Regions from separate parts of the Mus musculus genome. Here regions 1, 2 and 3 are each linked to region 4. Evidence: chromatin contacts called from public HiChIP or PLAC-seq and promoter capture Hi-C data. All regions are on one chromosome and are shown on one strand. Each heading gives the region's core, a stretch centred on a gene start, on an enhancer-like site or on the middle of the called end of the contact. The rest is flanking DNA. Distances are from core to core; before and after follow the strand shown.

Evidence for each region. Promoter capture Hi-C pulls out the DNA fragments that hold promoters and counts their contacts. HiChIP or PLAC-seq counts read pairs in DNA pulled down with a chosen protein or histone mark.
Region 1: a contact with region 4 is called in a promoter capture Hi-C map of second pharyngeal arch cranial neural crest. The contact joins the enhancer-like site here to the promoter of Ebf3 in region 4. A contact is called at or near these places in 6 of 39 promoter capture datasets (the 3T3-L1 cell line, cranial neural crest, frontonasal cranial neural crest and 3 more), 1 of 15 datasets of contacts at CTCF or cohesin (large pre-B cells), 4 of 484 Hi-C or Micro-C datasets (B cells, the HL-1 cell line, cerebellum and 1 more) and 5 of 115 datasets of contacts at active chromatin or transcription factors (craniofacial prominence, embryonic hindbrain, embryonic limb bud and 2 more).
Region 2: a contact with region 4 is called in an H3K4me3 HiChIP or PLAC-seq map of embryonic limb bud, with 12 times the contacts expected there. The contact joins the enhancer-like site here to the promoter of Ebf3 in region 4. A contact is called at or near these places in 7 of 39 promoter capture datasets (cranial neural crest, frontonasal cranial neural crest, hippocampal neurons and 3 more), 5 of 484 Hi-C or Micro-C datasets (nephron progenitors, olfactory sensory neurons and uterus), 9 of 115 datasets of contacts at active chromatin or transcription factors (craniofacial prominence, embryonic brain, embryonic forebrain and 6 more) and 1 of 9 other capture datasets (embryonic stem cells).
Region 3: a promoter capture Hi-C map of embryonic stem cells shows a contact between it and region 4, with 5 times the contacts expected there. The contact joins the enhancer-like site here to the promoter of Ebf3 in region 4. A contact is called at or near these places in 11 of 39 promoter capture datasets (the 3T3-L1 cell line, cranial neural crest, embryonic stem cells and 6 more), 3 of 484 Hi-C or Micro-C datasets (cerebral cortex, neural progenitor cells and stem cell-derived neural progenitor cells), 9 of 115 datasets of contacts at active chromatin or transcription factors (differentiating embryonic stem cells, embryonic forebrain, embryonic hindbrain and 4 more) and 1 of 9 other capture datasets (embryonic stem cells).

Annotation. Positions count from the first base shown.
Region 1 is chr7:136,001,384-136,008,348 of GRCm38.p6, forward strand. No RefSeq gene overlaps it. Among named protein-coding and RNA genes, the nearest start is that of Gm51502, 43 kb to the right of the region's middle. Within about 2 kb of position 1,283, at least 12 of the 459 cell types and tissues checked have an H3K27ac peak or open chromatin away from gene starts, as enhancers often do. A contact at or near this core is called in craniofacial prominence, embryonic limb bud and second pharyngeal arch cranial neural crest, where this site is marked.
Region 2 is chr7:136,211,388-136,217,467 of GRCm38.p6, forward strand. No RefSeq gene overlaps it. Among named protein-coding and RNA genes, the nearest start is that of Gm36737, 33 kb to the left of the region's middle. Within about 2 kb of position 2,769, at least 20 of the 459 cell types and tissues checked have an H3K27ac peak or open chromatin away from gene starts, as enhancers often do. A contact at or near this core is called in embryonic limb bud and nephron progenitors, where this site is marked.
Region 3 is chr7:136,028,433-136,035,144 of GRCm38.p6, forward strand. No RefSeq gene overlaps it. Among named protein-coding and RNA genes, the nearest start is that of Gm51502, 16 kb to the right of the region's middle. Within about 2 kb of position 5,334, at least 6 of the 459 cell types and tissues checked have an H3K27ac peak or open chromatin away from gene starts, as enhancers often do. A contact at or near this core is called in embryonic stem cells, where this site is marked.
Region 4 is chr7:137,311,810-137,318,787 of GRCm38.p6, forward strand. It overlaps Ebf3 (early B cell factor 3), which reads right to left and starts at 2,636. Exons shown (of 16, transcript NM_001113414.1): 1 at 1,971-2,636; 2 at 1,709-1,865; 3 at 1,284-1,347; 4 at 540-595. The coding sequence starts at 2,104.

The DNA of each region.
Region 1 (6,965 bases), core at 33-2,532, 1.3 Mb before region 4:
GCAACTTGACTTGGCCATCACCCCAGTACACTGATGCACATGAAGAGCATGAGGCTGAGTGGCTGTGTTGTCTTGGAACTGGAATTAGGATACTAGCAAGGCCTAGTTTCCTGTTCTGCTATGATATTTCTGGAGAAAAAATGCCCAGGGCTCTTTTCCACCATATAATTTTCATTTCTGTTTGGCTTTCCCATCCCATAAAGAAAGAGCTTAGAATAATAAAGGTAACCTGTGTGTTTAAAATCCCAAATCCTTCATCTGAGTTCTCTAACTTGTCTAGATACTTGAATGAGAAGGATGGAGGCCAGGAGCCTGGCTGGGAGTGGCTGGGTCTCCTGTCACACAGTCTCCACCCCACATAATTAACCAGGTACTAGCAAACATCCCAGATGTCTTCCTTTTTGGCCTGTTGCCTGCCAACCCTATCTCTCCAAAGAGGTCTCTTAGACCAGCACAGTCTGAGGAGAAAAGGAAGAAGACATTGGCAACTCCCATGGGGCTGTTGCTCACTTCCTTTATATCTCACCAGGGCTGTTTGGTCAGCTCATCCTTCTTGGAAGATGGGGCTTTCTAGTATAAATTGAAGCTTGCTTTGACTGTTCCCAAGTAACTCTACTCTAGAGTACAGAGGGCTGAAGACCTCTGCCCTGTGTTCTGTCCCCACTGTACTCACTTGTTGACACAGCAGTGGGCTGAAGAAACAGGACTTCAGAGGGCTCTGGCCACACATAGTCAGCTTCCTGCCGAAGCCCTCCGTGATTGGTATAATTCTCCCGGGTGTTCCTGTATGTGGTGGATGCTAAGCCCTGTCTTCCCACTCACTCTAGCATCCCAGCGGGTCCCAGGCACCTTCCAGCCCACGGCTACATGTGTGGGGATGAATGTCCTTGGTGTTGAGGGTGCAGTGTGGTGTGAAAGGCCAGCATTAATCGCCAAATTAGAGTCCAGCAAACCTGGGCAGGTGAGAGGAAGTCTCGGAGCTTGATCAAAAACAGATTTCAGTTTCAGCTCTAAATAATGGGCTGCAGGGAGGCACGTCTGTAAATTATACAGGAAGCCTTCTTCAACAACTGATTCACCCTGACAGTTTTACTGGAGTGTATGAAAATGAGCATTAAAGATGTGATCTGTAGGCTTCCTTCCAGGAATTCCAATCTGGTTTCAATAAAATGGGAACACTGATTGGAAGTGAAGCTGCCTTCCGGTTTTGCCTTTGGCTATTTCGTGCTCACTCGTGAAACGACTGAATTCCACAACTACTTTTAATATTCACTTTTGAGTTCATCTCCCGCACTGGGCACATTGGAATGATTAAAATAGCCCTGCTCCCCACACCGGGTGCACTCTAATTTACAACAGTCCAGGTGCCGAAGACAAATGAGTCCTCCTGCTAAGTCCATTCTCCCTTTGCATGAAGTTGCTTTGCAGCACATCGAGGGCAGAATATTAATAGTAAAAAAAATTAAATAATATAATGCTGCTTGAGTAGATGCCTGGGGGAAAAGATTAAAGTTTGGTGCGAGGCAGAACTTGTGTGTTATGTGTTACTGCTCTGGTTGCGTCTCTCTCCCGCCTTTTCTGTTTCAATGTTGTGCTCGAGACTGCAGCAGTAACTGGGCAGGGACCTGAACTCCCCAAGGCTGCCTTCCTCTTGGTCAGCTGTGTGCTTGGAACTGGCCTTTCCCAGCAAGGGGTGAGACTGTATGGAGCCACCTGCAGCTGGTCTTCCCTACCACAGGCTCTGTTCTTAAGAGAACGTAAGAGAATTGAGGAGTGTGAAGACAGAAGGTAACCGACCAGTTCTTCTGGCATAATCCCATCAAAGCCCACTCATATTCTCTGCTAGCCATTGGGCTCATGGATCACAGGTCCCTCTTCATCCAGCTTCCTTAAGCTCTATTTGTGAGGAAAGGTGAAGGAGCAGCTTGTCTAGGTAGAGGGCAGAAGGAATGAATTGTTTTGCTTCCATTTTTTTTTTCACCAGAATACTTCCAGCTGGGAGAGGCCAAGAGGAAAAACCAGTGCTGGTATGTCTCACACTACCTCCCCATTCATTTATTCCTCCAAAGCAGCTATTATGGGATTTTTGAGTGGGCAAAAATTGGACCCAAACCCTTGGGGTGCTGGGCACCACTGGGAACCATGAATTCATTTAAAAATGTTTTTGTGGAGTTGCAAATGTTGGACTGTTTTATATGCAAAAATTCACATTTAATTTCCCCCGATCTTTTAAAAATCACAAAACCAGTCTTCATGCATTTAATTTAGTACGGAGCTTCATTGTATGTTTTTATTTCCATTTAAGGATGACTCTAAGCCATTTTGGTTTAGGATGCCTAAAGGCTTGGATGCAGTTGAGCCTGCTGAGAATGTTCAAGGTAAATTCTATTTCTTAAGGTGATGGACAAAGGATGCTAAATTAAAGACATTTTTCTTTCCCTTGCTTACCAGTTGCCAATTCTTTAAAAAAAATAATTCATTGACTAATGAATTAGTTAGAGAGGGTATTTTGTAGCCCAGGCTGGCCTCAAACTATGTGTTTGAAGATGGCCTTGAGCTTCTAATCCCCCTGTCTCCACCTCTTGAGTACTAGGATTACAGTTATGCACCACTATGCCTGGTTTATGAAGTTCTGGGCAAGCACTGTATCAGGTGAGCTACATCCCGGAATTCTTGAGCTACGTATGAGAGAATAAGTTCCCTGTTATAGAAAGTCACCAATATGGTAGCTACTTAGAAGGAGTGGTTGCCTCATTTATAGCCACCATTCCACGAGTTTGACATCCCTAATGTGGATTGCGATGGCTTTGCTAAGCATCCTTACATCCAGTTCTGTAGCCGTCAGTGGCATGTGGCTGTATACGCTAAAATCAACGGAAATAACAAACCCCACCTCCTGTGCTCACCAGACAGAGTGTAGCTTCCAATCAAGCGACTCCACAAAAGGACATTTCCATCACTTGAGAAAGTTCTTGCAGGCATGAGCAGCTTGGAGGTTTTATCAGGATGCTAGAAATTATCAAGAAGAAGATGCTGCCTCACTTCAGGCTGGAGTTAATTGAAACACCGTGGCGTGAGAATGGACCCACGAGCCACTGACAACCTTAGACGAGAGTGGAAATTTCCCATGTGGGAGCAAAGACTAACTCCAACCCAGAGTATTTTGAAGATGAGCTTGGCTAACGATGGTTCTGCCAACACATCTGTGACTGATAGGAGCAGAATTGAATTCTGAACACTTGCAATATCCAGGGTACTCCAGTACACAAGCCACTGACACTGAGAGCGCAGGAAAAATGTCTCTTATTTCCTGAAATGTGATTTCTTTTTTTCTAACCTGATAACTCCTAGCTGTTTCCTCCTAAGTGTGCCCGTGTACTTCACTGAGAGAGGCACCCGCCTGTTGGGTCTGAGTACCCTGTGTGGGAATGGGCGGAGCACCCCAGGGAGCTCACACATTCTGTCTCTGTGCTCTGCATGGATAGATATTTATTTCTGGTCATCTGCATTTGTTCAAGTTGTGAAACCTTTACCGACAAATTGTGTTTTAGACACAGAACCAACGAAGAGCCCCAAGTTCCTGCTTCCCAATTCCCTGCCTGTCCCAAAGGCCAGCAGGATTGAACAGGGGAAAAAGAGCCAAGTATGATTCAGATTGGTACCTCAAGTCTCCAAGGATCCTTCTTTGCTCTTCACCTTCCTAAAATAAGTTCCTCAGAGCTTAGGTTCTTTGCAGAGGCCCCTTAGCCATCGAAGCACTTCCATCCCAGCTGAACCAGGAGAGCAACAGAGGCCATGTGTATCATACTATTGGATGTACCATTAAGGGTCTGTGACAGGGACCCTTGGGGAAGATTCAGGAGCCCAAGGATGCTCTGCTGACCAGTGTTTTGTTAGATACTCATCACTGAGGACCTGTCACATTCCCGGAAGTGTGCTTGCCTCAGCTATACTTTTGTCACTGACAATTACTACAGGAAGCCTTGATACTGTAGCACCATACCCAATATAGAATCCAGGCAGTGGAGACTGAGGGGTTAAATCAGTTCTCAGTGTACATGTTAAGGGTCATTCTGTATCTTGGGTATTCTGTATTTTTTTTTTTTGGCTAATATCCTCTTATTAGTGAGTACATACCATGCATGTCCTTTTGGGTCTGAGTTACCTCACTCAGGATGATATTTTCTAGTTCCATCCATTTGCCTGAAAAACTCAGGATGTCCTCATTATTAGTAGCTGAGTAGTATTCCATTGTGTAAATGAACCACATTTTCTGTATCCATTCTTCTGTCTTGGGACATCTGGGTTGTACCCAGCTTCTGGCCATCACAAACAAGGCCACTATGAACATAGTGGGACATGTGCCCCTGTGGCATGGTGGGACTTCTTTTGGGTATATTCCCAAGAGTGGTGTTGCTGGTTGATACAGTCCACAGGACTCAAAAAGGTCAAAAGCTGTAGGGCCCAAGGAAGGACATCTCAGTCCCACTTGGGATGGAGAAGAAAGCAATCACAAGTAGGGAGGGAGGGAGGGACTTGGGAGAAAAGAGGACAGGAGCAGGGGGAGGGAAACCTGATCTGGTATTGGGTGAGGGAAAAGGATGAAGCTATGAGGGCTAGCAGGAAAAAATGGAAACAGGAAACCTCGAGAAGTAGGAGGTTGGGGGGACCCTCCAGAATACACCAGAAACCTGGGAGATGAGAGGCTCTCAGGACTCAAAGGGAGGGATCTAAGATGAAATGCCTGACAGTACGGAGAGGGAACTTATAGAATCCACCTCCATTAGGAAGACAGGGCATCAAGTGAGGGTTGCAAACTCTGAGCCATATTTGTCCCTGTCTGAAAGAACTGCAGGGATGAAAATGGAGAGGAGCCTGAGGAAAAGAGAGTCCAGGGGCAGGCCCAAAGTGGGATCCAGCTCAAGGGCAGGTCCCAAGGCCTGACACTGAGGCTATGGAGAGCTCAAAAGACAGACCTATCATGACTGTCCTCTGAAAGACCCAACAAGCAGCTGAAAGAATCAGATGCAGATATTTGCACCCAACCAATGGACAGAAGCTGCTGACCCCTATGGTTGAATTAGAGGAAAACTGGGAGAAGCAGAGGAGAAGGGTGACCCTGTAGGGAGGGGGACCAGCAGTCTCAACCTGGATCCCCGAGATCTCTCAGACACTGAATCACCAACCAGGCAGCATACAGCAGTTGACATGAGGCCTCCAACACATATACAGCAGAGGGTTGCCGGGTCTGGGTTCAGTCAGAGAAGATGCACCTAACCCTCAAGAGACTGGAGGCTCCAGAGAGTTTAGAGGTCTGGTTGGATGGGGGTGGGTGGGAAGTGGGGATATCCTCGTGGAGACAGGGAATGGGGAGGAGTTATGGGATGCAGAACAGTTGGAGGGTGGACGGGGGAATAAAATTTGAGGTGTAAAAAATAAAAATAAAAAAATAATTAAACAACAACAAGAGTTATTCTGAATAGACATGACTCAAAGTCTCACCAAGGCCAAAGCAGAACACCACAGTGAGAGCCATCTTGAAGGGCAATCCCTGCCTAAGGAGCCAGTAACTGGGGCCAGGATAATGTTTTAGATATAGGATAAGTTGTGGAGGCCAAACAGGGCTGTGACCACAAGATGCCAGTGCAGTTGTGCTGTGTGATCTTAGAAATCAGAGCATTCAATCTGTGTTCCATCCTTGCATGTTAGGAGGGATGCTTCAAGATAGTCTCCAGACAGAATTTTGGATCCTCCTGCTGAATATCTTCTACAGAGGAGTCACCTCTAGCAGGGAGACATGTCTTAGCTAAAGGTACCTAGAGCCAGAAACAAAGTATAGGTCTCCTGTCGTTACCACTAACTAAGAGCTCACTGGACCAAAGCCAGGACCAAAATACTGCTTGTTTTTGTTGGCAGTGAGTAACTTAATGCTGGCTGGCGTCCTCCTAGGAGTTATACCTGCCAGAAAGGATGTTCTGGCCCCTGCAGGTGGACTTTTCAGCAAAGTGGCTGCATGTCCCAGTACCCTATTTGTGCAAGCACCCACGCCTGATATGCAAGAGACTCTGAGCTAGATGGCTATGAGAGTGGTCTGTGAGAGCTCTCATCTCTTCAAAAAAAAAAAAAAAAACCACAAAAAACCCAAAAACCTCCTTCTCCTGCCTTCTCAAGGCACTCTGGCTGCTTCCTGGCGATGCCAACACAGAGAGAACAAGATAGGTATAAGGCTATGGCTGCTGGGGCTTCCACACAGTGGTCTTGGTGCCTTATAGCAGTTGGCTCTCTAGACATCTTGGTATGGAAATTGCATCCAGGGGGTTGACAGTATCTTCCCCCAACTCTTCTTCCCTAGTAAACACTGCTAACTACCAACTCATAAAACATATCAGCTGGGTTTATTACTTTGAACCGTCTTTCCAATTATGCTGTAAAATAAAGGCAGATGCCATTTTAAGATCTTATTATTGTCAAGGGCCGGCTTCTCCAGCAGCACCTGCTTAGCGGCAGCCTGCTTGTTTACGGCTCCTTTTTTTTATAGGTGACAGTTTAAGGTGGCGCTTCTCCGGTTACAGAGAGTTCCTCCTAGAGCTGCAGAAGTGGCACACGCAGTGGGTGGGCTCCAGCTTCTGTGGCGGCACCAGGCAGGGTCGTGGGTTCACCTGGGCTTTCCGTTGACAGCCTCGCCACGCACGTCAGGCTCTGCCAAATGCTCTGCCATTAATTTATGATTTAAAGTAATTAACTTTTGCTGATTAAAGTAATTATTTCAAGTGCATTGCACCCGGGCCCAAATGATGCCTGCAGCCCCCTCTCCAGTCGGAGACAGCAGCATGCCAAGTGCTTAAAAGCTGCACCGGGGATCCGAGCGGCTTCTGCCCGTCTCTCGGATCTGCCATGTTTATGGCTGACTTATACTAACTGCTCATTTGAATGCCGAGTTCTGGCAGCCCGTTGACACAGTGTGA
Region 2 (6,080 bases), core at 1,519-4,018, 1.1 Mb before region 4:
GTCACATGTGGGAGGACAGTGAACCTTTCTCCAAGCTGTTTGAAAACCATTAATTCCATGCAAAGTTCTGCATGTCTTCTATGTGCAGACGTTAGACAGAAAACCTGTCTGCGTCTTAGAAAGCCCTTATTACCTAACAGAGAGCACATCCAAGGGTGTTTACAAAGGACCAAGATCAATAGATCAAAAAATATGTCTGCGTGAAAGGGAGTTAAGTTAACTTCTGCCCCCATCCCATCTCTGGGGCAACAAACCACTTCCTCTCCATCTTCCCCAGCTCAGGACAGTCTGGTTCTACAGTGAGCTTTGTTTGCTTGCTTTTGTTCTGTTTTAGCAGGAATCGCATACACACAAGCACGCACAAGAAAACAAATAATTTTCATACTTGTGCTGATACAGTGCAAGACAGAGAGAAGAAAACATGAATGTAATCCAGTGGAAATGGGAAAACCAGGCCACTTTGTGGCCATCGAGGATCCTTGGGGACGATAGTCAGCTGTCCAGGCTTCACCGTCCTGTGACTGGGGAGAGGGGACTTGTGCTGGTCCAGGTGCCATGTGTCTGTGTCGCTTTTCCTGCCCATGGTCTATTGGTCTTGCTTGCTTGTACTGGACCTTGTCTTTCAGTGGCTCTCAGGAAGCTGGGGCCCATCACACACACTTGGCAGGCACTCTGAGCTTTTCTACCTCTGCTTGTGTGGCTGCAGATGCTCTGCAACTTCTTCTGGCTGGAATCTCTCAGAATATACAGTACTCAGGGAAGACAAGAGAATGGACTAAGCACCAATATGGCCAGCCTGTGATACTTAAAGGCTGAGCATTTCTGTTCTGCCATGGACCTTTCTGTCATCGGGACAATCATATTCACCATCCAAGTTTTACCAGACCATGGAACAACTCAATGGTTTGACAAGCTCCTTGTCTTGTGTCGTGATACTCTGTCTGCTATCTTTCTTGGGTATGGACTCCAGCTAACATCCCAGCATTGTGAAGCATTCCCAAACTGCTCTCAGAATCCCCCTGCAGTGTGCATTTTGTTTGTTTGTTTGTTTGTTTGTTTGTTTGAACTCAATCCTTAGTTGGTTTTGTATGTGACTCACTTGGTACATAGTGTGAGGGCACAAACCAACACTATTCATATGGCCTACTTGTCCTCTTAAAGTCAATGTCAGGCCACGAGCGCTGGGAAGCATTCACTTGGGCCTTCAACTTCAGACTGGGTATCATGAAAAGGCAATCCCTGTTTCTTGGGCAGCATCCAAAGACTCTGAACAGTCCGACTCTGGGCTAGGGCTCAGAAAGGGAGTGAAAGAGATAAAGTAAGGCAATGAGGGGAGAGAGCCGCCAAGAGCAGCGCTCAAGTGACAGCTCTGGAGTGCATCTTCTCAGGCTGACAGAGTGGAGGGGACGGCAGTGGCCACTTCTGCTCTCGGAGTTTGGCTTAGGGAAACACCCATCAAAGGTGCAGTTCTGGCAACAGACGCCTTGACCTCCCTCTCTTTATTGCCAGCTAATAACAAAGTGCAAGCCAAGAAGCAAATTCATTGCAAATTGTATAAAAGTTTCAGGGCCAGAATGAAGCTGTTAAAAACCACATCTGTAAAAATGGTGTAATTATTATGGGTGGGTAAAAATCTGGCAAGAGTTATTTTCTTAAATAAGGCGTAAAAGGGAACAGATGTGGTGTAACTGACTCCCCCCCCCCCCCAGCTTCACAAAGTCTATGAAAAGAGAAAAATGGATCTGATTTATCAGATTATCTTATTTATTTCAGTACAGCAGCCAGGAGGCCAGGAAAAAAAAATCCTGTTGTCTGTTCTCAGTCCTTTATAAAAAGAAGAGTCGACGGGAACTGGGCGAGACACTTCCAGGCGATGCAGGCATGGCTGCCAATGAGCGAGGAGCATGTGTGGGGAACAGCAGGAAAAGTCAGAATCAAGGCTCAGAGAAGATGCAATGACAGGAGGGGAGGTGGCCATGACATCTAAGTAGAAAATCACAGGCACAAAGGAACATGGCAGTTTGGGATCAAGCTGGAATGTGAAAAATGACCAAAGACAAAGACAGGCACTTTAAGTCTGGAAGTCATTACCTCCTCGTGAAGACAGCAGAATTCCACGTTGCTTGGTCAGTGTCTGCAAGGGCCATCCAGGGAGGCTTTTGGTGGGATTTGCTTCTCCACCCCCCCATCTCTCTCTCTCTCTCTCTCTCTCTCTCTCTCTCTCTCTCTCTCTCTCTCTCTCTCTCTCTGAGCTTAGCAACATAAATTTGTTGTCATTGATGTATTAAATACAATGGACACATGTTGGCAGGGAGGATGCAGGCAGAGCCTGGAAGGTATTAAAGGGACAGCCTATGAAATAATCGCCTAAATGGGCCCACTGCAGGATCTTAATACCCCGTGACAACATTCAATTGTCAAATTCTGCCAGAGTGTCCTACATGCTACAACAATTAAGCCAGAAATTCTTAGGTTTATTTTAGTGCCCCCCTCCCCAAATTCCCCGTTAAGAACAGGAAATGCCAGCGAGCTGTGAGACTCTAAAGCAAGAACTCAGAACTTGGAAGAAAAAGGGATGGCCTAGCATTTTATGAGACTTCTGCCATTAACTCTGTAATGAATGTCTTTCACCTCCCCTCGATAAAGAGGCAATGTGGGTTTTAATTGGACTTTTGGCTTTTCTTCATTTGATTTAAACCAAGGTAGAGTTTCAAACAATAACACCGAACACCTGGTTAACACATTAGATGGTATGGTGCAGTTGTAAATTGTGGTTTTAATAGTAGGTCTCTGGGGAATTTCAAAGGCCCTCATTGTTCTGTTTGGTAGATATTAGAGGGGGAAAAAAAGAACAATTTTGGGCTATAAGAGCCACACACATGACTTTGGTCCAAGTCAGCTTATGAAATTTGATCATTCGACCCTAGCGGGAGCCAGTTTTTGACTGAGACTCAGAATCACACACTTGCTGGTTCCATATTTCTAGGGCAACAGGGCCAGTGTCATGTCTAAGCATGAAGGTGAATTCTGTGTGTGTTCACATACACCAACAAATGCATGATCTTCCTGTGTGTTGGTGTGTGCAGGGGTGCGGGAGCCTTAGAGTAGCAGTTCTCTTTCTTCCCTTTCTTAAAACAAAACAAATGAGGCTCTTTGGGCTGGCGGAGTCTTATTCCCGCTACTTGTGGGTTTTCTTTTCCAGCAGCCCCTTTCCACATCAGCAGGGGGCTGGCCCTGCCTGGAAGCCTGAGGGGGTCCCCTCATATTTTAAAGTGACACTTTCCCAAATGCCTGAATGACTTTTGCCCTTCCCTTCCAGCTGTGGCTCCACCCCTGCCTTTGCTTCCTAATTCTCCTGGGCACATACTGAAAACAAAGCCGAAGGTCTTATTGCTTCCCTCTGACTGGAACCATGAACTTGGTGGAAATTGCCAACAGAGATGCCTTTGGAGTCATTGCTCTGCATAGCCTTCCTCCTGCCCACTTGGCCTCACCTACAGGGCTCCTCCCATACTCCGAATACAAGACCAATAGAAGTCACTCTGGAGGACCTTGAGGGGGACCTTGCTGCCTACAGTCCAGGATATCCCAAAGAGGAAAGGGAGAAGAAAGAAAGAATGGTCATTAGGGAAGAAACAGCATAGAGGCCATCTCTTTGAAACCTGTTAATTTAGGACAAGGGATTGAGAACTCAAGTCTAGCAGGGGCAGGCTGAGAAGCCCTTTCTCTGCTTTGCTCTGCTCACCATGCTGTGGCAAGACTGCAGAGAGACTTCCCATTGCCCTATGCTGTTCTCGGGCTTTCCTGCTACTGCAAACATGAAACCAAGGGCCATGTTCTAAGCAGCAGGTGCCAGCTGATCCAGGAGGTGATGAGAGATCTCTGAATGCCAACTGCAGCCATTTACCATGCATTTTATGCCCTGATCCTGGGCCTAGAGCTTCATTCACAGGAGACATGCTTCCCTGCACACAGTAGGCACTGTGCCTCACACACAGTGAGTGCTTATTAGTCATTCCCAGTGAATGTGCATGCCTTCCAGCAGGCTCAGTGCCTTGCACACAGTAAAGGGCTATTCCTCATATCCACAGCGGGCACTCCTTCCTCATACTCGGAAGCATATGTCCCATCCACAGTAGGCATGCTACCTTGCACACATAGGTTCCTGCTGCCTCCAATACAGTAGTGCCTAAGGCTTGCCAAGGGGATGTCTGAGAGTGCTGCTGCTGCCAGTGGGGCCTGGGTTGTGGTCTTTCTGTTTCACAGGAGAACCGGACTTAGGCTTATAGGGACAGTCATCAGGTTCTGCCGAATCCTGAGGAGAGACACAGAGCTCGGTAGTAGAGGCTTGTCTAGTATGTGTGAGGTCATCCAGGAGGTCACCACCTCCTGGATCAGCTGGCACCTGAATGCTTTGCTCACGAGAACCTTCATTCCCTGGTTGTTGGATACTTTTCTTTCTTTTCAGAAACAGGAAATTCAGAAATGTCTCCAGAAGGAATATTTGGAGCTTAGAACATGGCCCTTGGTTTCATGTTTGCAGTAGCAGGAAAGCTCGGTAGTAGAGGCTTGTCTAGTATGTGTGAGGTCATACTAAACCAAAACCAAAACCCAATAACAAACAAACAAACCAACCAAGAGGAAACCCTTTTGACCTAGGGAAGTGCTTCTTATGTTTTCCTAGTCCTAAAACAAGAGCTGTAACCACGCCGTCGCCAGGGCTAGGAAAAGATTCTGCAGGGTTTGAATCTGATCATACCCAGATACAGTATCTCCCATTTCAAGGGCTCAATAGACCTAGGCTGCTGGCCACTCGTACTCAGTGGCTATCCCTTGCCTTGGGCGCAATCAGTGTCAGCAGGCAGGAGGCAGCAGCAACCCCACTGGCATTCATTTATGGGCAGATGGAGTTCTCAGGGCCACTCACTAAACTGGCCACCTGATCATCTTCTAGGTTCTGTAGGCTTCTCATCACAGGGCTCCCTCAGTCTGGAGTTGTTTCTTCCCAGCTACCCAGTGGTCCTGGATACTGTGAACTCTCTTCTGGGGTTACTCCCATTTCTCTCCATAATGTTGAACATCTGGCCACTTGGGGACAGTCTATCCTGAACACCTGCTGATGTATAGTTTCCATCTAGCCATTGGTGCAATGTGAATATTGGTCCTACTGCTAGTGCTAGGCACTCAGGCTCAGGGATGGCTTCAGCCCAAGCTTTGTAGGATGAGTGATGATCTGGGCAGTTAGGACCAAAGCATGGGGTGGGAGTATGTTTAAGAGACCAGCCAGTAGCTCAGCTTCAACAATACAAAACTCCATGGGACTCAGACGCGGGGGAAACCAGAAAGGAAGGGTGTTGCAGGATGGGGTAAGTGACCTAGGCATAGTGACCTTATTTGGTAGGCAGTGGCTGAGCCAAGGCTAGTTTAGGAACTATATCATTCTGTGAAATTTATGGCTAGGAAGAGCCTTGTAGTATCTCCTTCTAGAGGCCCATGTGACCATAATGCCCTTGGCTGGGTCAGTGGCATCCCAGGCTGAGGGTGGGTGGCAGATAGCCAAGTGTACTGTGGGAACTGAGCACCTATCTGCTATGGAACCTCCAGACAGGCCCAGTAATGCTGCACAGGCCAACAGGGACTGTAATGCTGCACAGGGAAGTAATCCTGCCTTCCCTGGCTTCTGACAGGAAGGACTTGGGAGAAGCAATCCCTGCTTTATCTCAGAAAAGGACAAAACACTGTACTCAGAATCCAAGGAGTAGCGTGCGTGTCTTCTAGAAGTGAGGTTTCCAGAAGTTTCCTTCAAAGGTCCACAGGGTAGTTACCGCTGCCAGGGTCAAGTTTGAGTCTCAGCTACCATCTTCAGCCAGTTTCTTGTTACCATCTTGCCAACACCTCTCAACCTTAGCTGAGGCAGCCAGGGCACTAACATTACTAGTCTCTGTTTTTGTTGTGTTATTGTTTTGTTTCATACTGTATTGTTTCTAGCTTTTGTTTGATGGCTTGCTTGCTTATTTGTTTGAGACCAGGTGCCACTCAGTAGCTCAGGTTGGACTGAGCCCCACTCTGTCGCAAATGCT
Region 3 (6,712 bases), core at 4,084-6,583, 1.3 Mb before region 4:
ACTAAGGAGCATGGGGTGAAGACAGGTGTCAGGAGACTATTTTTAAACTAGACTTTTTTTTTATTAGTCATCTTCATGTGTTATTTTGCTCCCGAGGATATTTCCAAAGCAGATCACAGCCAATTAAAGGGCACCCTTTGACACCCTTTCTTCTTCTCCAGATTAACCAAGACTCAGAACCTGGAGGCAGCTGGGACACATGGTTCCTTGCTGAGCCCAACAACATCCTGGCTTGAACCTTCCACTGTTTGAACTCTCTGGGAGAGAGAGAATTCTCACTAGGAATGTAGTGGCTAAGCAGTGTCGTAAGCAGAAGGAACTGCAAAGTCCTGTGGCCCTGATTACACAGATGGAAGTAAAAACCCCTAACAGAGTGAGTGTGCACATGAAATATTGAAGGGTAACCCACCCACATTCAGGAAAGTTTAGCTGAGGAGAGAGGACCCACCGTGAATGTAGGTGGCAACATCCCATGGGCAGAGGTCCTGGACTGAAGAGAAAACTAAGAGCAAGCTAAGCCTCAATCAGCAACACCATGCATCTCTTTCTGCTTCCTGACCACAGACAGGATGTCATCAGCCACCTCATGCTCCTATCTGCCTGTGGATGAGGATGGAGCTGGACCTTCCAACTGTAAGTCAAACAAACTGCTCCCTTTCTTAAGTCACTTCTTGTCAAATACTTGATAACAGTGGGGAAACGAACTCAGGTAGTATTTAAAAGCAAATCCCAGGGACGATTTCGCATTTACATCCTTCACAGTGAATCTCTAAAAGGATGCCAGCATTTTTCTCACACAAATGCAGCATCATTTCTAGCAGGAAAGAGAAGTTTCAAATGTGGTATCACGGACACGATTGACAGATGTAGAAACTGGGTCTCTGGCATGGGCTTTGAGAGCCATAGCCCAGCCTCCATCTCTGATCTAGACACACTGCTTCCTGGTCAGCACCACACAAGAACTAACTGCCACAAGATCCTGCTGCCAAGGTCATGAGCCGCTCTCCCTGCCAGGCCTTCCTCAAAGCTTGAGCCAAAAAGACCCTTCTTCTCTTAAGTTGTCTCTTACAGTAACCAATGTACCCCATATTGGCCTCTGCCCAGAGTTCTACCTTTTCCCACAGGAAAACCCACTGGCGATGTCTCTCTTAGAAAAGAGGTACCACGTAAATTTGTCAATCATCTTTGATTTAGAAGCTGGTGGCTAGGAGAGATGAAGTATGACGTAGAGCATCCTATTTATTTGTTGGAGAGTATTTCACTCTTCACACCAGGCAGCGCCTTTGGTAGGGGGTGTGTCCATCTTCCCACGCTTTTCTTATAAAGTCTGACAGTTGAGAGATGACCATTCCGAGGAGAGAAGGCTACAGAAGAGAGCAAGCAGTCAGCCGAGCCCAACGTCCTGGTATTCATTCGTACTTGCACCAGAACTGTGAGAAGGAGAGGTCCACCCAGTGACTGAAAGAAGTGGCCCCACGTCACCCCTCTAGCCTCCAAAGTGAAACTCTACTCCTACCAAGTCCAAGTGGGGCATGAGGTTTCAGAGGTACCTTATCGGTTTGGACCCCACCTTTATCTCACTTACACGGCCCCCTCCAAACGCAGCAGCACTCAGTTCCACCATAGTAACTCCCATTCCATAGTTAGACTGTAAATACATCCTGGAAGGCATTCTGAGCTAGCATGAGTAGATCCATTAGAATCAGGGTTAGGTGCACACATGCACAATGAGACAGCAATGCTCTTAGAACTAGCTTTTAGAGGAAATCTCTTATTTACCACCCTATGTATATGCATGGCTGGGATACATCATAGAAAAGGACATACACAGTGAATAAAGGCTCATATAAACCAAACCTGTCAATCAAAACAAAGAACCACTCATGTCCCGCCCTCAGCAGTCCACTCCTTCTCCAGGATCCACAAGAGAAAGCCCCAGCCATAACTCAGCGTTGGTGAGCAATCTCCTTAGAGTCTGCTGCTTCTTTTAGGGTTATCTGCTCACTATTGTTTCTTTTTCTTGTGAGTTAACCCCTTCATAGTCAAGTCTGCATGCTCCTTAAATTGTTTAAGTCACCAGGAATGGGAACTTGAGCCATCATAGAGACCCTCGGTAACACAGGTTTTCCCTGCCCCAGGGCAGAGACAAATGATCTAGTTTAACTGGTGAATAACAAGTTCAACTTGTTAAACTGCAAGAGAGATGCAGGCTCCAGGACACGTCAGTCTCAACATATCTTAGGATGTTATATGAGAAGCAGTCCATATAATCTATCAGCCAAGGGCAAGATGAATCCACATGGTTGTTTATACGGCTAGCCTACCCAAACGTAGCCATCCTCCTCAGACCTTGCCGTATGTGTTCATCTTGCATGGGGGACGAGTGATAATGCCTTCCAATATCTCTCTTCTGAAACTGGCAGGCTCCAGGCAGTTAATCAAGTGCAGAGGGCAAGGTGGACATCCTGGAACATGTAATGGAGAAGGCTGCTATGCTTGGTTATTACAGATCACATGTAACTGTGTGTAAAATCCCCCGCTGTTCAGAGATTCTTGTACTAAGCAGGTTAATTAAACCTTAATTTGAATCTCCCAGCTTATATGGGTCTGGCCTTAAAATTATCCTACCCAATTCTCTGTCTATGTATGCATTAGTGGGGAAGGGGGAGAAGTCAGGTAAGGCATTTTATATGTCTGAGTCATTAAATTGGCTTAATCTAATTAGCAGGTTGTGAAACAGTTGAGGAGGTTTGATGGACATGCCACCCTAGGAAAAGCCAATGTGTTTTAAAATATTATTTTCCTTTGCAAAACACCAGCTGTAATGATTTTGGTGTGATAACAGTTCATGGTAAAATTAAATTAGCCAACATGACCAAGAAATCCCGTTTAGATGCATTCATGGTAGGCACACAGATCTATCTGGCTGTGGCTCCAGGACTCCTAGCTTCCGGAGACAATGGTCAACTTCAGGTCTGGCTTTGAGGTATTCAGCAAACTTTCTGATTCAAAGTGTCTAAGAATGTGTAAACTTTCAAATATTCAGCAAAGATCAGATCCAGCATTCATCTCCTAGCCCTACCCCCCCCCCACACACACACACTATCACCATAATGCACCTGGTGCCTCCCTATCATTGCTTACCCTCCTTTCTACTTTTAAAATTATAAATATAAATCAATATGCTGTCTCTGATGAGCCTTCTGGGAAATTCTCAGTCTCCTCAGCTCAGGATATTTCGTGAGACTAGAACTATACATTGGTCCCATGTCCATGGCTGGCTCTGGGCTGCAGACAGTGACTTGGTATTAGGTAAAAGCTAAGATGGCTCGCCCATGCCCTAGCCTGTTGGTTAATAGGCAGGGTTGTACCTGTAGCCCACTCCCTAAGCGCACCACAGGAAAAGTCGAAGCAAAGCCACGCACAAGCATATGGTCCTTCTCAGCAGCCTCACCAGCAAGAAATAAAATAGAAATAAGAACATCCTGTGAGTCTTGTCTCACTGTTGCATTGTGGTGGTTGAACTTGAGGAAAAAAAAAAGGTGCATGTTAAGAGTAGAGCTCCATTTTCAACCCACTGCAGGAGGCTGTGTGAGAAAATGGTCTCGAAAGAGGCAATCGATATTTTGTATAACAGACACAGTGTGCTGTTAAATGGTCCAGGCTTCTGATGGTTTTAAACAGCAGAGGGGGGAGGGCACAGCAACAACCTAAAAGTAACCAGTGGAAGGGGCTGGTCTTTGTGAGCAAGCATCTGAAGGAGGGTACAGAATGCTGGCTGCGTGCCTGGCATGCTATGGAGATAATCACTTGGATACCTCTCACTTGGCACAAGATGGAAGCTGAGCATGGTGTCATACCCACGTGATCCCAGCACTTGAGAAGTGAATATAGGATGATCAGGATTTCAAGGTCACCCTTGGTTACATAGCTCACGAGTTCAAGGTCAGACTGAGCTACAACGAGATTTTGTCTCAAAAGACCAAAACTAACCACAAACTGAAGATGGGGCAGCTACAGTCAAGCATGCAGAGTGGAGGTAACTTCAGGACCATGGATGTCAGTTATGGGCCAAGAGGAGGGGTGTTCTCTTGATGAGGACTGGGCCCTTAGCTTGGCAGGATTGGTCTGAAAGGACAGTTGCATCCATGACACTCCCTAGAAGCTGGAAAGAAGACCTGTCCAGCTGCCTCTTATCAAATGCAGACCCTTTAGAGTGGAATCCTACTAAAGATGGACCCTTTAGCTTTTCTTTTCATAGATAAAGAAAGGGATAAGAATATTTCTTACTTCACAGAGTTGAACTCCAAGTGCCCTTCAAGTGTGTGGGCCACATAGTCTGTGCTGATCTTGGGAAGAAAGGCATCTGAAACACTTCCAGCATCGTTTCTGAGGGGATGAGGGTTCCTGTCTACTCTGACCCATTGTTTTCTTTCAGCATCTCTGATTCATGGATCCCATGCTAACTAGAGACTTGGTGGATGTACTCATTGAAGATGAAGTCTTTAAGTCAAAACTGGAAGACATGATATGGTTATAAAGCACTGGACTTCACTTCATCCCAAGAGTTCTAGATCAGCTTCCGAAGTTTGAGAACGCCAGGCCTTCTTTTATTTGTGACCACCTTCCCTTCCCAATTGTTTGGCCCATGGGGATTTAGCCCCAGCTCCAGATGCAGAAACAGGACTGCTTTTGAAATGGAGTATCTAGCTCTATGGCCGTGTAACAACTGAAGCTTCATTGTCAACCCTTGATTACATATATCCCTACTGGCCTCTAAAGATATGACTTGGCTGTGGTCTGAAACTCATTTTAGAATGACATCCTTCATGGAGTTGTACTGTGTAGTGAGGCCTTGAAGAAGGATAAATGTCATCCAAGAACCCAGATCCATTCTAACAGCAACGAGTTTGCCCTCCAAAGAGCTTACTGTTCTAAAGAAGCTGAGCTCCTCTGCTTCCTCCTCGTTTTTCACACGGGCCCACTGTACTATCGATGTGGAAAGACACTCTGACCAAGGTAAAGAAAGCATTTAACTAGGGGCTTGCTTACAGGCTCAGATGTTTAGTCCATTATCATCCTGGCAAAGGCATGGCACGAACAAGTTGTCAATCATGGCACTAGGGCAGCCACTGAGAATTACATCCTGATCTGCAGGCAGAGAGAAAGAAGACCCTGGGCCTACTGTGGGATTTTTTTGAAACCTCAAAGTCCACCCCAGTGAAATGCTCCCTCCAACAAGGCCACACCTCCCAATCCTCAAACCACTCCCTGATGAGTAAGCATTCAAATAGGAGAAGCAATAGGATAATTCTTATTCAAACAACTATGCCCACCTACTTCTTCTGTACCTTTGTGCTGTGACCTGAGCAGTTGAGGCTCTCTGCAGAAGCTATGCAGCCGGACCACACCCCACATTGAGCTCTGGAACTATGAGCTGAATGAACGACGTTTCTTTAAAAAAAAATCTAATCTCAAATATTCCGAATGAACAACGGAGAACGATCCCACATGCTGGACAGAAGGGAGGCTGTATGTCTATAGACACCCCCTTTAGAGCAGAAAGACTTTTAAGTGAAGAAAAACCCCAATTCTCTGAACTGGCCCAGAGGCTAAAAGCCCTTTCCCTTTTCTCTCAGCTCCAGTCCTAACTTAGATAACAGGGAGTCTCAACTAGTGGCTGCTGTCTGATACCCCAGATTTGTAATTATATACACATATTCCTTTGCTTTCTGCTCCTTGTTGTGTTCTTAGCTTAGTATGATACCCCAACCTAAGCTTCACGAAATTCATAGGAAGGTTCTACTGGGATCACCTTCTGTTCCTTAGCTATTTCCATCAGATTGGAATGTTCTATCCTGAAGTGGGACTCCCAATACTCAGGAAGTAAACAAAACAAGGCTCTAGAACCTTCCAAAATTTGCAAGACTGATAAGGCCCCTCCCAAGGGCTTATGCAAACAGCAACTGGCCCATCTGACTGCAAGTTGAACAGGAAGCACCAGGAAAGCAGCTTTCTTGAGTTGCCACTCAGGTGGACTTCTCTATGACATCATCTGCCCAGAAGTGACAAGGGCTAGACCCATCACTTCCTCAAATTTGAATCTGACTGACTTCTCTATTATTTTATTATATTTCTCACGTCTTTAGATTTTGGATTTTAGATGGTAGTGGCCTAACAGATAACATAAGGAATGAAAATAACTGTGTTTTTTATTTTTAAAAAAATTACCAGGATCAGGCTGTGGTGGCACACATCTCTAATCACAGTACCCCAAACTGGTCTACATCCGAGTTCCAGGACAGCCAGAACTATGTTGAGAGACCCCATCACAACAGAACAAAACAAAACCTCCCCAAACCCCAAATAAACAAACAAGCGAACAACAACAAAAGCTCCCAAGAGATTAGAATTTGTTAGCACTCAAAAACTTCACTAGAGGTGTCCAGAGAGGCCCAATAGCTTCATATCCCTTCCTCTGAACTTTGCCAGCCATGTAAAATGTGTATTTGCAAATATTAGGAAAGTGGCAGATTGTCATGTTTTGTGAGCCACTGTCCCAGTTAATTGAGACAACTAAAGACCACGTAGGGAGAAGCTGAGGGTGTCACCCAAGAAATCAGACTCCCCAGGCTGGCATATCGTGAGCAGTCTGGGCGAGATGTGGGAAAGAAGAGCCAAATGTGTCCCATGTTCCTCGTGCCAATTGATT
Region 4 (6,978 bases), core at 1,386-3,885:
AGGTGAAGACGGACTAGAGGGGAACAAGGTGACTTCTCACCCCAGCACATTTAACTTTTAAATCCAAATACATGGCTCGTGTTACCAGACCATGGCACTAGAAAGGAGGAGGGGAACTAACTAAGCCAGCCTAACTCGATGAGCTTTGGGACAGTCAGTTGTCTTTGTTGAGGGGAGGGGTCAGAAACCCCATGAAATGGTTTTCAAGCAGAGAAAGAAACGTTTAAAAATAAACAAGGGGGGGATCTTGGAATTTTTCTGTCAAATATTAATTACCGTAATTAATTAAGACAGAGTTTGATTCCAATCGCAAGTCATTTAATAAAGCATATATGTCCTGTTTTAATGACGGCATAAACTATTTGTAGCAACCGGTCCATTTATTCCAATAAATATGGAATTCTCATTAGCATGTCAAGGAAGCGAAATGAAAAACAAATACAGGAGATCCATTTGTCAGTCTGCTCTCTCAGCCCCAGGACAACCTCAGCTCAGCAGAAAGGAAAACACAACGAGTAGAGAGGCAGAAACTTTCTCACCTGTTTGGTCATTGAATCTATGAGGCGGACATACAGATCTTGCTCTGTTCTGACGCCTGTGAGGGGAAAAAAGCAGACAAACTCTCAACAAGCTTTTAGCCTGAACCTCAGGAGGGACGCCCGGGCCTGGGCGAGCCAGTGCCTGGGACCACTTTAAGGCAATCCCTACAATATTGGGAGGGAAACAGAAAACCCCAGTCGCTTCTCACTGTTTTCTTTTCTTAATTAAAAGTCTTGGGACTCTTGCGGTTCCCATATGAAGGTGTAAGAAGTCTGCCTAGCAGTGAGCAGGCCAAGAGTGCAGCTCTGGGCCCATATGGTCATTTATTTTTCAAAAAGAGAGTGCACCTATAGAAACAGAGTCCAAACTCCTTTCTACTCTCGAAGGTCCTTTCCTTTCTAAACCGTGCACAGGCAGTAAGTTATGCTCGGCTTATGCAGCTACCCTCATCCCAATAATTAACATTAATTTGCAAAACTGAAAAAAGTCCCTTAAAAGTGCTGTTCTGCAGGCGCCCTTATCGATCCTCCTTTTACTTTCTACTTCAAGCCCCACCGGTTAATCATGTGAAGTGCCATCGACTTATCGATCGTTTATGTTTTGTTTTCCTTCTATGCCATGAGAAGATTTCGTGTTTACACCCATGTCATTTTAATCTCAAAATCTTTATGTCCTGAAACCATCGAGGGAAGGGAGAGCCAGCGCTCAGGGCGAAAGGGCAGTCAGCAAGCAGTGGTACTCACCATTGCTGTACAGTAGCTGCAGCTTGTAGTGAATGCCGTTGTTGGTTTTCTCGTTGTTCGGCTCCTGAAAGCAACGATAAATAATTGCATTTAGCGTGGCCGCGTCTGGCGCGGTCACCGCGCTCGGTCCCCCTCCAGGACCGAGGCCCCTCGGCCTCACACGCTGCAGGCAGGATTCCTGGCTCGCAGCTACGCGGTGATGTCACTTTTCCTGCCGCAAGCCCAGCGTTCCCCCTCGCCCCCAGTGAGTCCGAGGGCACAGAGAAGTTGTTCGGCCCTTGGCGGGGCCTGTGCGACCGCACGTGGCGGCGGGGTCGCCCGGCGGAGCGCTCCCGCCACCGAGGGGGGCACTCGGACCCCATGCGCGGGCACCAACTGCCCCCTACTCCTGGAGAGGGAGGGTGCGATCGCCGGTGTACACTTACTTTCTCTTTCTCCACAAAGTCCACAAAAGCGGTCCTTTCGATCTCCACCGGCTGCCCCTGCCTGTCGTAGAGCGCCAGCACGAAGTGGAAGAAATTGGATTTCCGGAGGTTGGAAGGAGGCTGCTTCTCGAAGTGCGCCCGCGCCAGCCCCACGCCGCTGCAGGAGGAAAGGGACAGCGGCCCGGTGAGCAGCGCGGCGCTGGCCGGAGGAGGGGGCCGGGCCGGGCCGGGGCCAAGGCGCGCGGGGGCGGCCGGTACGTACCTCTGGGCGGCCGTGTTGGCGTCCACCACGCCTGCCGTGTGCATCCACGAGCGCACCGGGTTCATGCCGCTGCCCAGCGGCTCCTCCTTCATGGTCGTCCCCCCGCGCGGAATATTCTCCTGAATCCCAAACATGAACACTGCTGGCGGCGGCCGCGACTCCCGGCCGAAAGCGCGTCCGCGGTCGGCGGCGCTCGGGGCTCGGCGGCAGGAGGCTGCCCTGGCCGCCCTGGCCCTGCTCGGCGCCTGCGGTGCGGCCCGCCGCCGGCTTCAGCCCGTCCCGGGCAGGCGCCGCATACACCGGCGGCCGGGCGCTGCGGACGGCCGGGGACGCGGGCGGGCTGCACCGGTGGCGACGCGACGCTTCGGAGGAGCAGGGCGCGGTGGACGCGGTGGCCGCGGCGGCGCTTGTTGTTGTTGTTGTTTGCAGGCGCGCTCAACGTGGTGTCATCCTAGCCAGGCGGCGTCCGCGGCTGCAGGACACTGCGGGATCGCCCGCTTCTGGCGCGGCCCGCCTGCTCCAAAGACAAATAAACGGGGCAGTGAGTGCCGCGGCGCAGTCCCGGGCGCAGGCGGGGCGCGGCGGGGCCTGGAGCGGCGCGCGCAGCGGACGGAGGCGCACAAAACTCAGCCCTCTCTCCCCGAGGAATGGACCCTTTCCCGGGAGCCAAAACTCGAAGCCCCCGGGAGCGGCGCTGTCAGAGGGTGACGTCGGGGGGCGGCGCCTGCGCCATATATGGGAGCGGCCGCCCCTCGCCGCGCCCCTCGCCGCCGCCGCCGCCGCGCTCGCCGACTGACTGCCTGACGGCGCCGCGAGCCGGCCCGAGCCCCGCGAGCCCAGCGAGCCCCGCCGCCTCCGAGCGCCACCGAGCGCCACCACCGCCCCCGGCCACGCGCCACGGCTCCACAAGCCCAGCCGCGGCCGAGGAAGTTACCACCCGCTCAAATAAATCTCGCAAAGAAGCGAGCGCAGCCAGTGCATAAGTGCTGCTTGGCCCGTTATACCTGCCCACAAGACCTGCCACACAGTCAAAACACCGTGGGTCGGAGGAGGAGCGCCCCAAGTCGCCCACACGCATGCAATAAATACCAGGGCAGCACTGGCTCTGGGGTGTCCCAAAGAGAACAGCAGGAAGAGGCTGGAAAGGCGCGCGGGAGGAGATTCCAGGAGAGGGAGGGACAACAAGGGGCTGGGAGAAGAGGGTACCTAATGCCCCTTCTAGGGATCCACACTCCCTGCCGCCACCAGGGCAAGAGGCGCAGCTCAGTCTGATTTCTAGGCAGACCTAAGGCTGCTGAAGGGCCAGTGTGCCCACATCTGAGCCCCGCTGGGTGTCCCATGCTTTCTACCCCGGCAAAGCCTGCTGAATACAGGGCCGGGGTCCACGTCGGAGACAGGTTCCTCCAGATGCCCCCTCTCCCTCCGGTGGCCACAGGAGTTTCGGGTCCCTGGCCTGTTCTTGGGTGCGGCAGTGACAAAGAAGGCTGGGCCCTCTCTGGGCCGACGGAAAGAGCGCTCAGCCTCTCCGGCGACCCGGAGCTGGTGTCCAGCCTGTTACATGGTCCGTGCGGTGGCCAGATCTCCCCACCTCCAACCGCCTGAAAAGCAGAGCAGACACTGCGGGCGCCAGGGACCCTGCCCTCTGCGCCTCCCAGCCTGGGTGAGCGCGCGCCCTGCGGCTTCCCGACCTGGTTTCGAGGAACCGGGAGGGCAGCTGGGAGCCGGCAGCGCGTGGGCTCGGAGGCCCAGCTCGGGAGGCCCGGATTCGGTTCCCAGGCGCTCGGCCCACCCAAAGGAGATCTGTGCGACGCGCGACAGAGGCCCAAGGGACGACCTGGAGATGTCCCAGGCTCTTTCCTGCCACGAGAAATAAGGCCCTTCTGGTTTTAAAAGAAGAAGAAAAAGAAAAGGTTTCTGGGCGCAAGTGTCGCAGGGCAGCCTCTTCCCGCCGGGCCTGGGGTAGCTCTTCCTTTTTTTGTGAATTGGTGGTGTGTGTGCGTTAATATTTTAATTAATCGGGAAAATCGAAGTCCGATTTACGTTATCTGGGGACCCCCCACACGCTACTTGGAAGGGGTGAGAGAAAAGATGTGCTGGAAAGCAATCTATTTTGCTGGTGTTGGGGGTTAATGACTATTGCCAAAGATAAGTGAATTATCAAAGCTGTTGCGCCAGTCCCATCTCAAAATCCATTACGGGGCCGGCCGTCTAATTAAATACGTAAGTATAATAAAATCATATTTTATGACTATTTGAGGGTAATGAGATTAGTCTTTAGAAGCGATCGCCACATATTAAAAATGCCACTGTCTATAGAATGTTAATAACCTTAAATCAAAGTGTATGGAAACTCCTCACGATAAATTAAAAGAAAATTTCTGTATTCCTAATAAGCCCAGCATTTTCCACTTACATCAGACCCCCCATGCAAGAGGTAACACTTTGCTCCTGGAAAGACAACACAGAATAAAGTTGGCCATGGGTGGAGGGTGAGGTTGAGAGATGCTTTGTCTCTGTGTGTTCCAAAGCTTGGGAGCTCACACTGGGTGAGCGACAGGGCCAGCGTCAATGACAGAATATGCTAAATGCCTTTTTAGGCAGAGATGAAGTTGGGAAAGGGGTACAATGCTCGCTTTGTAGCACACTTCCTAAAATGTCCAGCCTGGGCTGGAGGTGCCCGTCCTTGCGCTAAGGCAAGTGTCATGCTTAAAATCATTTACAGTATCTTTAATTCAGATTACACGCGCCAAGGCGATTTAAATCTGATTACCAAATTAGAAGGTTTAAAAGCAAATCCTTCTAAATCTGATACTGTTGACTAAAGAGGGGGAGAAAAAGTTCCATAAGCCCATCACATAAGGTAACGATCCTGCCCCAGAAAGAAAGGGGGTTTTAAACCTTTTTGACAACAAATGCAGCTGCCCCGCTATTTTGGACGATATTAAGCGAAAATGAATGCAAATCTGTGTTCGGCAGCCATCTGGCCCGAAATGGGGGAATCAGCTGTCTCACAACAGGCTCGGGGGCTGAATCCATTTCAGCTCATTTTCTACATCATCTGGTCGCGCACCCAAAGCGTGGAAAATACGGTCTTTATCATTCACCAACTTTATCTTTTTTGTCACTCTACGGCTGGCTCTGAGCTGTGAGCACAAGGTCTAGCCGTCCAGGAAGGGTCTCCACCCTAGCCTGCTGCAGAGGAGCCTGGGTGGGCAGCCCCCACCCCATGCCACCCTCAGATTTTCGATTTGATAGGCAGCGAGGGACAGAGCACCTAGGCCAGAGGGTGGGGGAGGGGCTGCGGATCAAAATCCCTAGAGCCTTCCAAGAGTCTGGGAGCACCTCCCTCAGGAGCCTGCTCCACCCCTCTCAGTTCCTTGGACAATCAGGCAGCCAGAATCCAAAAGGGGAGTACGCAAGAGCTGGCTGGTACTTTGGAAGTTGCGCGGACGCGCTCTGGTCAGTGACCTAACCATTCTCCCAGACCTCTCCTAAAGGTCAGATGGGCGTCCAGGGACCTGGTTGGGAAGGACTCGACCTTTACGGTGGGCCCTGCGGTCCGCGACTGCGGCGGCGATCACTCCGGGCCCCGCGCCCAACGCGATTTGCACGGGTGGCCCTAGAGCTACCGCCGCCGCCGCCTCCTTGGAGGGTGGGAAGTATTCCTTTTGTGCGGATTTACGGGGAGAGGCTTCAATGAGCCCCCTCACATTTGCATTTAAATAGCAGCATCAAGCGCTTCGCGTGCCACACACCAGTGGGCTCCCAGATGTCAAGCCGGAGTCAGTCAGATGGCCAGTGCCCAGCTGTCCTCCCTATGTCGTGCCGGAGCAGGCAGTGACCTTAAAGAGACAGCGCTCACCGCTCCTGGAGCCCGACTCTGGGTCCCTCATGAGAGTCAACTCTTCAGCCTCTGTTTGTGGGCATCACCTAAAATCTGGAGGACGGTCCAAGCTCCCAGGACCTGCCTCCAGACTCACAGGGCACTATGTGTCCTGGCCGCAGCAGCACGCCATTAGGTTCTCCTCCCTGCCCACTCCCGGATCAGTATGCGCCAGGAAGACACTTCCCCACCCTCCTCCATTCCCTGCCCCCAACTCGGTGTGGAGCAGGGCCTGGAAGGGGGGGAGGGGTGACCTGGTTCTGGCTTCTGATCTACCCCCTTGAATTTTTCACTAAATTGTATCGCAGGGTACTAGGGATACAGGGCACCAGGTGCCACAGAGGCAGCACCTATCCGATGTCCGGGGTACCCTATATGTGTTCTTTCTTGCTCGACAGCCAACGCCGCAACCATCCTTCCAAAAGTAATAAACTTCATTTCCTGCGTTGAGAAGCCCTAGCCAGAAATTCCTGGAAGCAGCCGTGGGAGTATCAGAGGTACACAGGCTCCGGTGAGAGCTGCGCCTTCTAGGGGCACAGGGCTCCAGGCCCAGGTTACCTAGTTACGTCACTGGAGCCTTCGGTATTTTGAAGGGGTGAGGAGCAATGAGGCAAAGTCCCGCGATTTTGTGTCCACACCTCCAGAGCTTAGTTTCAGAAGCTGCCGGCCCTCCTCTCTTCGGTGCCCCGGGGTCGCTGGGCCTTGAGCCTTTCTCCAACCTCCAGGATCATCGCAGGCAGGGGTTTGCAAGGAACTTCGAAAGGGAGAGCAGGGCTGGTTCTATGCCTTGGGGTTGGAGGCCCGAAAAGCTGGGAGAGGAGCACTAAGATTTCTCGCACTATGAATGGGTGGAATTGCCTGACCGATTCAGTCCCTGGCCGAGGCCAGGGTTCTACCTGATGGCATAGGGTCACTTCAGTCAGTAAGCGGAAGAAATGTAAGGGCTCCGCACATGGGCAATTGCAACCTGTTTACCTGAGCAGCAAAGGAAGCTGGCCCAGGTTCGGTTCCTTTCTGGGACCAGAGAATATGCTTTCACCTCTCTCCAAGAGAAAATGTAAGCCAAATGGACCTTTGGCAACAGGAGCCAAGGCCAAGTTGGGCATCCCTGTGCCCTTGAAGATA